Linked DNA regions of Zea mays: region 2 is linked to region 1. Evidence: chromatin contacts called from public Hi-C data. All regions are on one chromosome and are shown on one strand. The core of a region is the stretch at or near the end of the contact, and the rest is flanking DNA. Distances in the headings are between cores, read along the strand shown. Region 1 holds the start of LOC100192025. Region 2 holds the start of LOC100283759 (dof zinc finger protein MNB1A).

Region 1 (6,102 bases), core at 1,875-4,374:
CGCGCGCGCCGCGTTCCGGACCCGCTAGACGCCGCAATTCGCTCCACCAGTCGCCTAACTCCGGTGAGTAAGCCGTGGACAGCCTTTACCCCCGTTCTGTGTGTGCGTAGCAACCGTTAAGGTCGAGTTCTAGGGAGTTTGCCATCGAATCCAGTGGCCGGCCATGGCCACCGCCGCCTAGGCGTTGTGCGCCGCCGTTCTCGGGTGAGCGAAAGGAAGATAAGGCCAGACGATCGATATGGGAATGGACGATTCAGATTAACCTGAGCCATACCGGTTTGCTAGGGGCGCGGTTGCCATTGGATCATGCATCAACGGTATAAAATGGATCTCGGGGATTTAAAATCCGTACCGTGAGATCTTGATCCGACGTTCGGTAGCTGCGTACCGTTTCGGTTTTAGATGAGTCTAATCCGGGCCGTAGATTGGCGATCTGTTGGCCACGACTTCATACCGATTCGTTTAAAATTGTATCTAATCTGGGCGGTCCGTTTTCAATCGGACGGTTGCAGTAACTCGATACCCCCTTCGGTTGTCACATTTTCACATGAGTCCCTGAAACTATTAGAAACCAACCCGCCGTCCTGGCGGCTGAGATCTGAGTCTTAGGAAGAACTGCACCGAGACCCCTGCGTTTTCCATTTATTGAGGCCCAGTCCAGAGATCGTTTAAATTGAATAAATGAAAGAGAAAATAGATTTTTAATAGGAAAATAATTGCTAGAACTTCAATAATTCATAGAAAATTCATTTGAACTCCAAATTACTCCATTCCAGTTCCTAAAATTTTGTAATTTTATTATCTATCACTTAGAGCCTCTGTTTTATCATGACAACAGTAAGAAAATTAATCTCACACTTAATCTTATTTAAAACACATAAAACCTTTGAAAATGCATAACTTAAATTCTATAATTCCAAAAATTATGATTCCTGTTCCTAGGATTTTATTTTAATATGTAGAATATTTCTGTGTATTTTGTTCACATGCTTGGTGTGATGTTAATTTTTCCCTGCATATTGTGCTTGTTTGTATTGCGGCGAGTAGAAGAGCCCGTTGCTGAGGATCCTGGTGAGCAGCAGGTTGAAGTAGCTGAGCAGGAGCTCATTGAAGGCAAGTTGTGCCCTTGACCACTTTTTACCCAATAATGTTCTTTAATATCATTTACTCATGCATAGGTTAATTTTGATGGGACCCGATAAGTCACCCTAGATTGTTTATCTCATTACCTTGTTTACCCCTGAATCACTTGGGTAGTTTGTTATTGCTTTATATGGTTTTGGGGTAATCATTTATTACCTCTATGTTCCAATTCTTTTTGTTATTCTATTTATGTTCATGTTGAGATCATTAATGTTAATTGGAACATAGAGCTTAACTTGAGTAACACGTGCCACCACAAGGGTTTAATGGGACGCCCTTGGCTGACTAATTAGGAAAGCTAGTGGAAGACTACCTTACCCGAAAGGGGCAAGGGCAGTAGGGGAGTTGCATGCAAGGAGGTTCTCGGGTTGATTTTGCTGCGATGACGGTCAGACGGGGGATTCTTGCAAGTGCTCTTCCCATAAGCTGTAGCGGGTTTTCGGAAGCTAGTGGAACTTTGTAAAGGCCTCGTAGTGTTACCCTGCCGCGCTTCCTAGGTAGAGGTGTATGGGATTCGCGACCCCTTGGCAGATGGGTAACATGACTTGTGGGTAAAGGGTACAACCTCTGCAGAGTGTAAAACGGGTATACTAGCCGAGCTCACGGTCATGAGCAGCTCAGGACTCTCTGATGTTTAAATTATGGAACTTAAATTCAATTTTGTCATTTGCATTGCATGAGATTATTATTAATTTTGTTCTATTACTTACACTTAGTAACTGCTAATAAAACTTTGACCAACTACTTAAAAGCAATGCCCAGCTTTAACCCCTATCATTGATTAGCCTCACACATCACATGAACCCACACCTTTGCGAGTTTATGTCCACTGGTTCCCTACAACTTGTTGAGCTATGATCATGTGTGAGCTCACCCCTGTTGTCTCACACCCCCCACAGGAGAAGAACAGGTGGTTCAGGAGGAGCCACAAGGCGAGGAGTATGATCTGATCTAGGTGACGTTTCTCAGTTGACATTGGCGCCGACGATCCTTAGTTCGTTTTATGTTTATTCTTTTATTTTGTAATAAGTCTTCCGCTATGTAATAAATACTCTGATGTTTTATAACATTTATCTCTATACACTCTGTTATTATATATGTTGTCTTCTTGGCGCATGTATGAGATGCACCTGACTTTGTTCCTTAAAGCCGGGTGTGACAAAAGACTGCCCCTTTCTTAGAAAAGCTGGTCCAGAAAGACATCGAAGTATGTACTTGACATAGACACAATTGACTTTATTTTTTAGCGTAAAGACACAATTGACTACGAGAGAGACATGTCCTTTCTAGTTTTCAAGCTTTGGCTCAGGGTATTTCTTCCTTTTCTTTATTTAGGTTCCGTACCTTATTGAGCCAATAGATGAGGTTGCCATTCAGAACTTGCAGACCTACAAGGAGAAGAAATTTGTAGATATCATATCAGCAAAGAGGATCTGGAATTGGGTGAGAAGAACTTTTTTTTTTAATTTCGATCGTTTGATAGAGCTTCACAAGGCTAAAAAAAATTTAGGAGCAAGATATATCAATTGGACCCTTTAACTCTAACCAGTATGCAGCGGATACATCACCTCCGTACTGGGCCTGGGCCTGGAAGGTAGGAAGCCAGGAAGGCCCGTATGGCCTAGTTAGTCAACGCCGGCCGGAGTGGAATAGCAACAGCGGCTTCCGTGACGCTGCTGCGACGAGCAGCATCCCAAGATTCCCAGCCCAGCGTCGCTGTCGCACTCGTTCCCGCAGCCCAAAGCAACCGCCGGGCCACCTTTGCTCCGCTTCCACACTACACAGCCAATGGGCCCCTGAATCGTCCACTGACATGCCGCTTGTCGTCTTGCGCACACGGCACCCATCCCATCTCACCACTGACAGGTGGGTCTGGCAGCGCGTACCCCACTTGCCATGAGACCGCGTGATCACCAACCACGCGCCTCGCGTGCTCCGCCCCCACCCCACTGTTAGCGGGGCTCCACAACATGTGTCCCCACACGTCATGGAGGAAGCACGCGGTCGCACGGAATGCGTAGAATTGCAGGGCTCTAGTTTTATGTAGAAAAAAAAGAAAAAAAATGCCTCCCGAAACGAAAACACTTCCACAGAGGAGAGAGGCCCAGGTCGAACAAGATTTTTTTTCGATTCCCCTCTCCAGCATCGCAATCGCATCCATGGCTTCCTCGTCTATCCACATCCACCATCCCCGGCTTGCCGGCGACGAGATCCACCGGACCCTGGAGGCCTCCTACTCCCCCAGCGCGTCCTACTGCTCCGACGATGCCTTCGTCCCCGTCTTCCGCCCGGATCCGTCCGCCCCCTCCGTATCCGCGTCCGCATCGGCCGACCGCGTCCGCAGCCTTTTCCGCTCCGTCGACGTAGCCCTCTTCCGAGATACGCTCTTCGCGCCCGGTCGCGGCGGCGACGGCGACGGCGACGACCTCGGGTTCACGGACGCGGACGCGGAGGCGGCGGAGTACGACGGCGATCTCACCTCCATCTTCTGGGACTGCCTCCAGATCGAGGACGCCGACGATCCGCTCGCTGCCTCCCCCGCCGAGGAGTTCGAGTGGGAGGAGGTCGCGTCTCCATCGGGCGCCGCCGGGGAAGCCCCGGAGCCCGAGTGGGAGGTGCTCGCCGACGTGCCGCCCGCCGCCGCCGAGGAGGGGTTCGTGTACACCTCCCACCACAGAGGCAGAGATGAGGAGGAGGAGGAGGCGGCGGCGTACGAGGTGCTCGTAGCAGGCGGGGAGGGGCTGTTCCTCAAGACCAAGCCCCCGGCCGCCAGATCCGCCGTCGAGGCGCTCCCGTCCGCCGTCGTCGCGGCCGGCCAGGAAGGCCAGGGGGATGAGTGCGCTGTGTGCAAGGACGGGGTCGCGGTCGGCCAGCGCGTCAAGCGGCTGCCGTGCTCGCACCGCTACCACGACGGCTGCATCGTGCCCTGGCTCCAGGTGCGCAACTCGTGCCCGCTCTGCCGCTTCGAGCTGCCCACCGACGACCCGGAGTACGAGTCCTGGAAAGCCGGCCGGACCGACGCCGCGTGAACCGGCCAACCAGGCAGTGACTGCATGCTCTTATGGTATGGTTTTATTGATAATGTTGTATGTATGGGTTGGGTTTGAATCGGGTGCTTTGGTTACAAGGTTGCTACTCAGCCGTATCAAAGGCAAAGTATAGAGGCAGTAGATGCAGAGATGGTTTTTGATCGGTTTCCTTTTTCTCCTTAAAGAGAGGGACTCATGAAGTTTTTCCAAATGACCGAGGTTGGCATATACTTGTTAGTTGTTACTACGTATTCCTGCTGTATTTATTCTAAAAATCCAGAGAGGTTAGCTGGATATCTTGGTGCAGGGCAGCTGTATATCCTGATGCAATGGGACGATCTACTTGCTAGATATTATGATGTTACATTTTAACTGATCGTTGTTTGGTGACTCTCTAATATTATGTCTAGTTTATTAGAGCATCAAATTACATTTCCACATCTTGTTTATAGTGGCACAGGTGATACCCATTGATTCCCTTCTCAAGCTGCTGATTCATATTGTGTTCAGTCTTGTGTGCAATTGGTAACTTTTCTTGATTCATAGCAACGCAAATATTTCAGGAGAACAAAAAACTTCTGTGGCCCTATTTATAGTTAAAGAAAATTGAAAAGGATTAAGTTGGCGTGACCACCACAAAAGATGTAAGGCCATTATGACTTAACCTGTAGTCAATTGACCTTGACATTCGCTAGGTGGGCTGTTGTGTGTAGTATTTGGACTTTATCGCCATATATTTTACGAGAGCCTGACAAGGCTGTAAACAACACTCACTGACTCTTTACATGATATTGTCATGTGTTCTTACTTCCTTCACATACAAAGGGATGGTTCGTTTTGCTAAGCTATTGAAACTTCTCTATATGATTTTACTGCTGAATCCATAGTACAACTGCGCATAGTTTGGCGACAAATTGATCAGGTTCCTGCAAGCAACCACTGAGACATTGATGCCACAGCTAAGCAGTTACGGACACGTTAGTGTTTTGGTATCTATGTAAGATTGGATTTGCAGTTTTATGTTTGCTATTTCGATGCTGGGCTTGGACTTGATTTGGATGAGATTGTTCTCTTCACTTACGAATCAAAGGTCTTTATGTTGGTGGATAATCTACGAAACGCAAATTTGGTATTCATCTTCCTTTAATCTGGGTTTCGCTTACTTTTATATGCTGTTGTGTTCTCCTGATGGTTTGTTCCGATATTAAATGGTCTGGTTCGAGTTTCCATTTTAGTATCAATAAGTCTGGTTTTGAGAGCTGGCATGGAGATTGGAGAAGCTGATGACCGAAGTGCAGACACGACACGAACTGGATTCGGCGACGCATCTTACAAAACAGAAGAGAAATGGGAACAGGCCGGCACGGCATCTGGCCCATTTCGAGCTAAAAGCTGTGGTCTTGATCTGCGTCACGACGGGTCAGCCTCAATGTATGCTTATGCTTTCAGGCTGATTCGTTCCGATCTTGCATTTGTTTTTTTGGGGAGGAATTCTTTGCTATTTGGTGGTTTGGAAGGAAGAAGGGGGCCAGGCGTAGATGTTAGTAGAGGATCCCAACAACACTGGTGTGGTTCGCTGAAGATGTTGATGGTGGGAAAAGCACATCTGGAATAATGGCCAATATTCCAGTTACGTTCCAATCCATGAAACAAAAAGGTGGTAGATATATCACTGCTACAAATGTCAAGCAATATGGCTATCTCAGGTATAAGGAGAGAGACACGTCAATCAATGTTGAAGAAGACCCCAGTATTTCATGGGCAGAGCGAGTATATCGAGGTGAAGCATCACTTTGTTCATGAATCTGTAGCCAATATAGCCTAATCAGCGTGGATTTTGTCACAAGTGAAGATCAGGTGGGTGACATTGTGACAAAAAGGCTCTACTGCTCTAGACTGAGGTGAATATTTCACTCTCTCTTGAGTCCCC
Region 2 (6,102 bases), core at 2,275-4,774, 220 kb before region 1:
CTTGGCTGGGCTGCCAGATGAAGTACACCTCGGGCTCATCAGCGAGGTAGTACACCTAGCCGTTGCACCACCGGATGCGCTACTCCTCTACATATATCATGTTTGAGGGCACTCACACAACGTCAGCAACAACATAAGTGAGATCTAAATTTATCGAAGGATGCCACTTAGTTTTATAAATATGTTTTTGTCCCTAAATTTGTTTTAGGATGTACCACACATCTCTAGACTTATAAAATAGTGCATTGTGGATCCATTTCTACAACACAACGTAGCTTTACTGTGTACTATTTAGGGCTTGTTCGGTTATTCCCAATACACATGGATTGGATGGGATTGGAAAAAATCGAGAAGAAGTTTGACTTGTTTGGGATTCAAACCCATCAAATCCCACTCAATCCACATGGATTGAGAGCTAACCGAACAAGCCCTTAATAAGTTTAGCTGTTTAGGGATCTGTAAATGTGTTTTTAAAGCTTAAAGACCAAGGTAGTATCTCTTAACAACTTTAGAGCATTAAAGTCGAAAACAATTGATCCATGTGAAATTGATAAACAGTTTCTACAAAATTTCTACGCTTTAGGGGGGAGGGGGGCTGAAATTTTAATGCTATGTGTGTGAATTTCTTCCGTTTCAATGCTATGTTTCTTTTTCTCTCTCCTGTTTTTAGGAGGTAGTTGATGTTATACATGTGAATTTCTTTGCTTCAAAGTTACCCTAACTATATACGTGAGTACTCGTTTCTACTCTCTTCTCCATCTGTGGCCTTCACTTGTTACCTTGACAGTTGTTGCATCTGTTCTGATGGTAGAGCCCCTCGCAGGTCGCGACGCAACGGCCTGGCATGCAGACGACGCGGAGCCGAGCACGACGACAGGGAGGGCACAGAGACAGAGCCAGTGGCAGGCACGCGGTGTGGTGTTTGTTTGATAGACGCTGACGTGCACGTTACTCTAGAGAGGCCGAGCTTAGGCTATCCGCAGCCGTTACTCCTAAATTTTTCCCCATATACTTTTCCTCCCTATTTTTCCCCTTATTTTTTTATCTCCCGCAGCGGTTCCCCCTAAATACTCCCCATATACCCACTACCACTATAAAATATCATTTTCTATACCAACTATCAATTTTTTATCTACTAACAATTACTTGTGGACCCACAACACAGTGTTTAGGGTGATGAACAGTGACACGCTAGATCTGGGGGAAGAGAGAAGGGGACCGACACGTAGGGGGCGCTGTAGAGGGCACCGCTGCGGCCATAGGGTGCCCCTACAGTCGACATGCAAGGGGAGGGGGAGCGGTAGGGTAGACCGCTGCGGTCAGTCTTATACGTCCCCGTTCGCCGAACCACTGCCGCCCCTCCGCCGGCATGCAGACGGCCAGACGCACGGAGCGACTGGCAGCAGCCGCTGATGCTGCTGGCGCCGACAGCTCGCGAGCGGGACGTCGTACACCCGCCACGACCCGTGCCGACGCCTCGGGCTCACCGACGATCCACCATAGATGTGGATGGCGGACGTCGACGTGCAACCGGAACACCAGGCCGCGCGGCCACTGGGCGTGTGGGCGTAGGTGTACTTGTTCCCGGCCCGTCGAAGATCATCGAAGATTCGCAGTGGTTGAGCCGCCTAGCAATGGGTTCCTTTCTGGGACCGCAGTCGCACTCGGCGCCGGCGGGCGGGCGGGCAGGCTTCGGCGGGCGAAAATGATGGCGTCGGGAACCGGATGCCCCCCCGCCGCGTGGCGTTGCCCGCTGGCCTGGACGCCGGACGGTCTACACTGCTCGGCTCGTAATCATGACAAACCCACCTGCACTGGATTGGTTGGATGCGAATCCGAATGCGATGCGAGCGTCACGACGACAGGCAGGACCGCAGGAGTGGAGCACGACCACCGCCGCCGGGCATCGACGGACGCTGACAATGTTCTTCCGACGCCTGGAACTGGAACGGAACCGAGCGCCCCGCCCGGCGAATCGTCTTGCCGCGACAAAGTCGCAGCAGACGTGCCTGCCATGCCATGCCATGCCAACCGATCAGCACCACGATCGCCGTCGCCGGCCGGCGGATCGATTATGGCGGCGAGTGCTAACTACAGCTTTCAGCATCCATGCTCCCCTGCGACTCTGGCTCTGGGACACACAGCACGCGCGCGCGCGCGCGCACCATGAGATTGAGAGCCGAGGAAGACGAATTTAGAATGTTTTTTCCCCATGATCTTTTCTTCACAGAAAAGAAGAAAACAAGCATGACAGCACAACAGAACTTTATCATAAGAACAAGGAAGAATCCCAGACCAACAAGAGCTCAGTCTAGTTTATAGGCAGCCGGTAGAAACACTTGACGATGAGTTAGCCACAGCCACAGCCATAGCCAGCCATCTGATGAGTTCATGAGTAAAACTAAAGTCATACAGAGGCCACTAGTTGACCTTTCTCATCTCAGAAACTAAAATTCAAGGTCGTCGTCGCGATCGTCTCTCACGTCACACATACAACTAGTATCATCATCATCATCATATACTAAGGCCCAAGCCAAGAACCACGCAGTCAGCTCGTCGTGCGTGTACCTTACCACCACTGCTAAATCAATTAGCAGATGCAACCAATAGCAGAAGAATCAAAGCGCTCCATTTCCTTGCACTCATCATCAGGCGCAGAGCAGAGCAAAGCAGGAGGACGTACGCCTCGGCGCCGTGACCGTCTGTGGCTGTCACGGGAGGTTGAGGAAGATGCATGCGGGGTCCGGGTCGGCGAACCCTGCGCCGGCCCAGCACGCGCCCATGTCGAACGACGCGGCGGGCCACACGAACGAGTCCTCGTCGTCCAGCACCGCCTTCCCGGCGGAGGGGAAGTCGGAGAGGCCGAGCCCGAGCGCGACGGCCTCCGCGTCCTCTGTCCCGGGCTGCAGCAGCAGGTGCGCCAGGGAGTCGGAGTCCTCCAGCGCGCCAGTCTCCGTGGTGATCTCGCTCGTCGTCGTCGTCGTCGTCGTCGTGGTGGGTGCCGTCTTGCCTGGGTCGGCCGCGGCGGCGAGCTCCGGGGCCGGCGCCACGACGCGGCGCTTCTTGCTGGCGGGCTTCTTCTTGGGCTGCCTGTCGGCGTCCGCGGCGGCCGCGTAGGACGACGACGACGACGACGACAAGGAGGGCTTCTTGCGGGTGCCGCCGCCGACGGGGACGTTGCGCAGCGTGCCGCCCTTGGTCCAGTAGCGGCGGCAGCCCTTGCAGAAGTGGCGCGGCTGGGAGGTGTTGTAGTTGTTGTAGTAGCAGAACTTGGTGTCCCGCGACGCACACCGCGGGCACGGGTCCCCCTCGCTCACCGCCGGCGCCGGCGGCGCGTACCCCTTGGGCCGCCGGAGGTCCACGCCGGCGAACTGATGCTGCGCCGCCCGACGGCCGGGCTCGGCCCCCGCCGCCGCCGATGACGCCTCCTGCATGCGCGACGGCGCTGGCCTGCTGCAGACTGCCGAGAGAGGGAGAAAGATGGAAGGCGAACGAGCGAGCGAGTTGAAAGGAGGGGGGCGGTTACCGCCCGCCGGGGGCTGGCTTTGCCTCCTCTCTTATGGTCGCGGTCGCCGTTACGGACGATAGCGACGTGCTCACGCTATCCCGGTTACAGGACGCGAGTGGGGGCCCACGCGGCGGGCAGGGAGGGGCGGAAGCCCACGCCGCTTGACGTGGTGGTGGGGAGGGGGGCGGCGCGCTGCTGCGAATCGACGCGACCTCCCGTGGGCCCGCCGCGTCAGCGCTGCTAGTGGCCAACCCAGCCCCGTACAGCATGCGGTGCGTCGGTTTTGAAATTGAGAGAACCAGAAGTCAGGACGGACGGCGACGGCGACAGGACCCCGGCCGGCCGGCCGCCGTGCTGTACGCGCGCGCGGACTCTTGCGCGGTCGATCGGTGACAGCGGCGGGGCGCCCCCGCCTCTGCCGCGTGACGACGTGTCAGCGCGCCATACGCCGAGCCGGTCCCCGGCCCGCACGTCGGTGACGTTGCGGCGGCGGGGAGTTTCCCGTGGGCTATTCGGTCGCTGTGCACGGAGTGGGAGGGGGCTATGCGGCGTGTCGGCCACCGGCGGCTAGGTCGGGTGGTTCTGGAGCGCGCCACGTCAGGCTATGGGATGCTTACGTTTCGCTACGTTAGGCTAGGCCAGGCTAGAAGTGGGGCGAGGCACGGTAGGAGTGTCCCCACCAAGTGAAGGCTATCCGCAACAGTTACTTCTAAATTTTTCCCACTATATCACTTTTTCTCCTATTTTTGTCTCTATTTTTTCATCTCCCGCAACAGTTCCCCCTAAATACTCCCCATATATCCCACTACAACTATAAAATATCATTTTTTATATTAACTATCAATTTTTTATCTACTAACAATTACTCGTGGACCCACAGCACAATGTTTAGGGGGATAAACAGTGACACACTATATCTGGAGGAGGGAGAAGGGGGCCGGCGCGTAGGGGACGCTGTAGGGGGCACCGCTGCGACCGTAGAGTGCCCCCTACAGGCGGCATGCAAGGGGAGGGGGCTGTCAAGGGGCAGCGTTGCGCATAGCCTTGGCAGCCCCCTCCTCTTGTATACAGCGCTTAGGGGGCACTCTATGGCCACAGCGTTGCCCCCTACGGCGCCCTCTACGCGCCGGCCCCCTTCTCTCTCCCTAGATATAGCGTGTCACTGTTCATCCCCTAACACTGTGTTGTGGGTCCACGAGTAATTGTTAGTAGATAAAAAATTGATAGTTGGTATAGAAAATGATATTTTATAGTGGTAGTGAGATATAGGGGAAGTATTTAGGGGGAACCATTGCGGGAGATGAAAAAATAGGGAGGAAAATAGGGGGAAAAAGTGATATAAGGAGGGAAAATTTAGGGGTAACTGTTGCGGATAGCCTGAGCCTCCGGTGTAAACAGTCGTATAAAATAATGGAGATTGCACTGTTTGTTGGGATAAAGAGTGAGATAAGAAGTATGTTGTAGATAGTCTTATTGTATGCCTTGGTGCCTACTGCGCAGTGGGGCCCAACGACCAGCTTGTATGACCAAGTACGCTGTGCTAAAATATGCTGGTAGACACTATTCGTAATGCTTAGTATTCATACGGACATGATGGGTTTAGTGTTGTGCATCTTCAACAAAAAAAACCTTGTATTTGAGTCCAATTAAATTAAAGTAGAAATTGATTAAAGTGTTTCGAGTCAAGAAAAACTTTTGCAGCTCAATAGTTGACTCATATATTATGTTTTTAGAATAATCATATTATCTAGAAAAAAATATTAAGAACATTGTACAAGTCGAGGGTAGAGTTCCAGTATATCAAGTCCTATATTTAGAATATGGGAGATCGAGTCATATAATCACTATGATTTTTTTTAAATAGAACACATGTTAAGGTAAAGTTTAAGTGTTGAAATCACTATGTTTTTTAAAAATAGAACAATGTTGAGCTCAAGTTTAAGTGTTAAAACTCCGTATTTCAAAATATAACTCCGTTTAGAACTCCGATTAGAGATGCAAGCTTACATAAGGGAAAAACGAATGCTTCATCAGCTCTCTTATCTCGTCTCATATCATATTCTTTATTTAAAATTTACTTTACAAACAATGTTACCTTTCGTACAAAATACTCCATCCGTACCAAAATATAATTCATTTTAGACTAATCATACATTTATTAAATAACATAAGAATATAGTTTACATGTATGTCTATATTTATTATTATTTAAATGAATGTGGATAGAAAAATATAGGCTAGGAAAAACTATATTTTAGGACGGAGGGAGTAATATTTCACACGGTTATATATGTGATCTGCTTGATGGAGGCTGACTCGGTGACTCCTCTTGTGACGTGGGAAATCGCTTCTCTCCTTCTATCGTGGTTTGTCATAGGAGCAACATTGTTGAAGTAGACCTGTTCAAATGTTAGGTTCGGGTCATATCAACATCGGGTTGTGGACAATTTAGCATAGCGTATACTCGCTCGTGTCTAGAATTGGGATTAGGTCAGGTTGGCTAGTGCTATTCTGTTTGACGTGTTAGATCGGGTTTTTTGGCTTTGCATCGGAGTTTTTCGAATTAAATCGTTTTTTGATAAAAAATCATAATC

The links. A called contact is a pair of places that touch in the nucleus more often than the background predicts.
Region 2: a Hi-C map of bundle sheath shows a contact between it and region 1, with 2.2 times the contacts expected there. The contact joins the promoter of LOC100283759 here to the promoter of LOC100192025 in region 1. A contact is called at or near these places in 3 of 25 Hi-C or Micro-C datasets (bundle sheath, endosperm and leaf).

What each region holds. Positions count from the first base shown.
Region 1 is chr1:186,700,822-186,706,923 of Zm-B73-REFERENCE-NAM-5.0, reverse strand. It overlaps LOC100192025, which reads left to right and starts at 3,124. Exons shown (of 1, transcript NM_001137448.2): 1 at 3,124-4,568. The coding sequence starts at 3,207. The coding sequence ends at 4,172.
Region 2 is chr1:186,917,654-186,923,755 of Zm-B73-REFERENCE-NAM-5.0, reverse strand. It overlaps LOC100283759 (dof zinc finger protein MNB1A), which reads right to left and starts at 3,524. Exons shown (of 1, transcript NM_001156658.1): 1 at 2,293-3,524. The coding sequence starts at 3,434. The coding sequence ends at 2,712.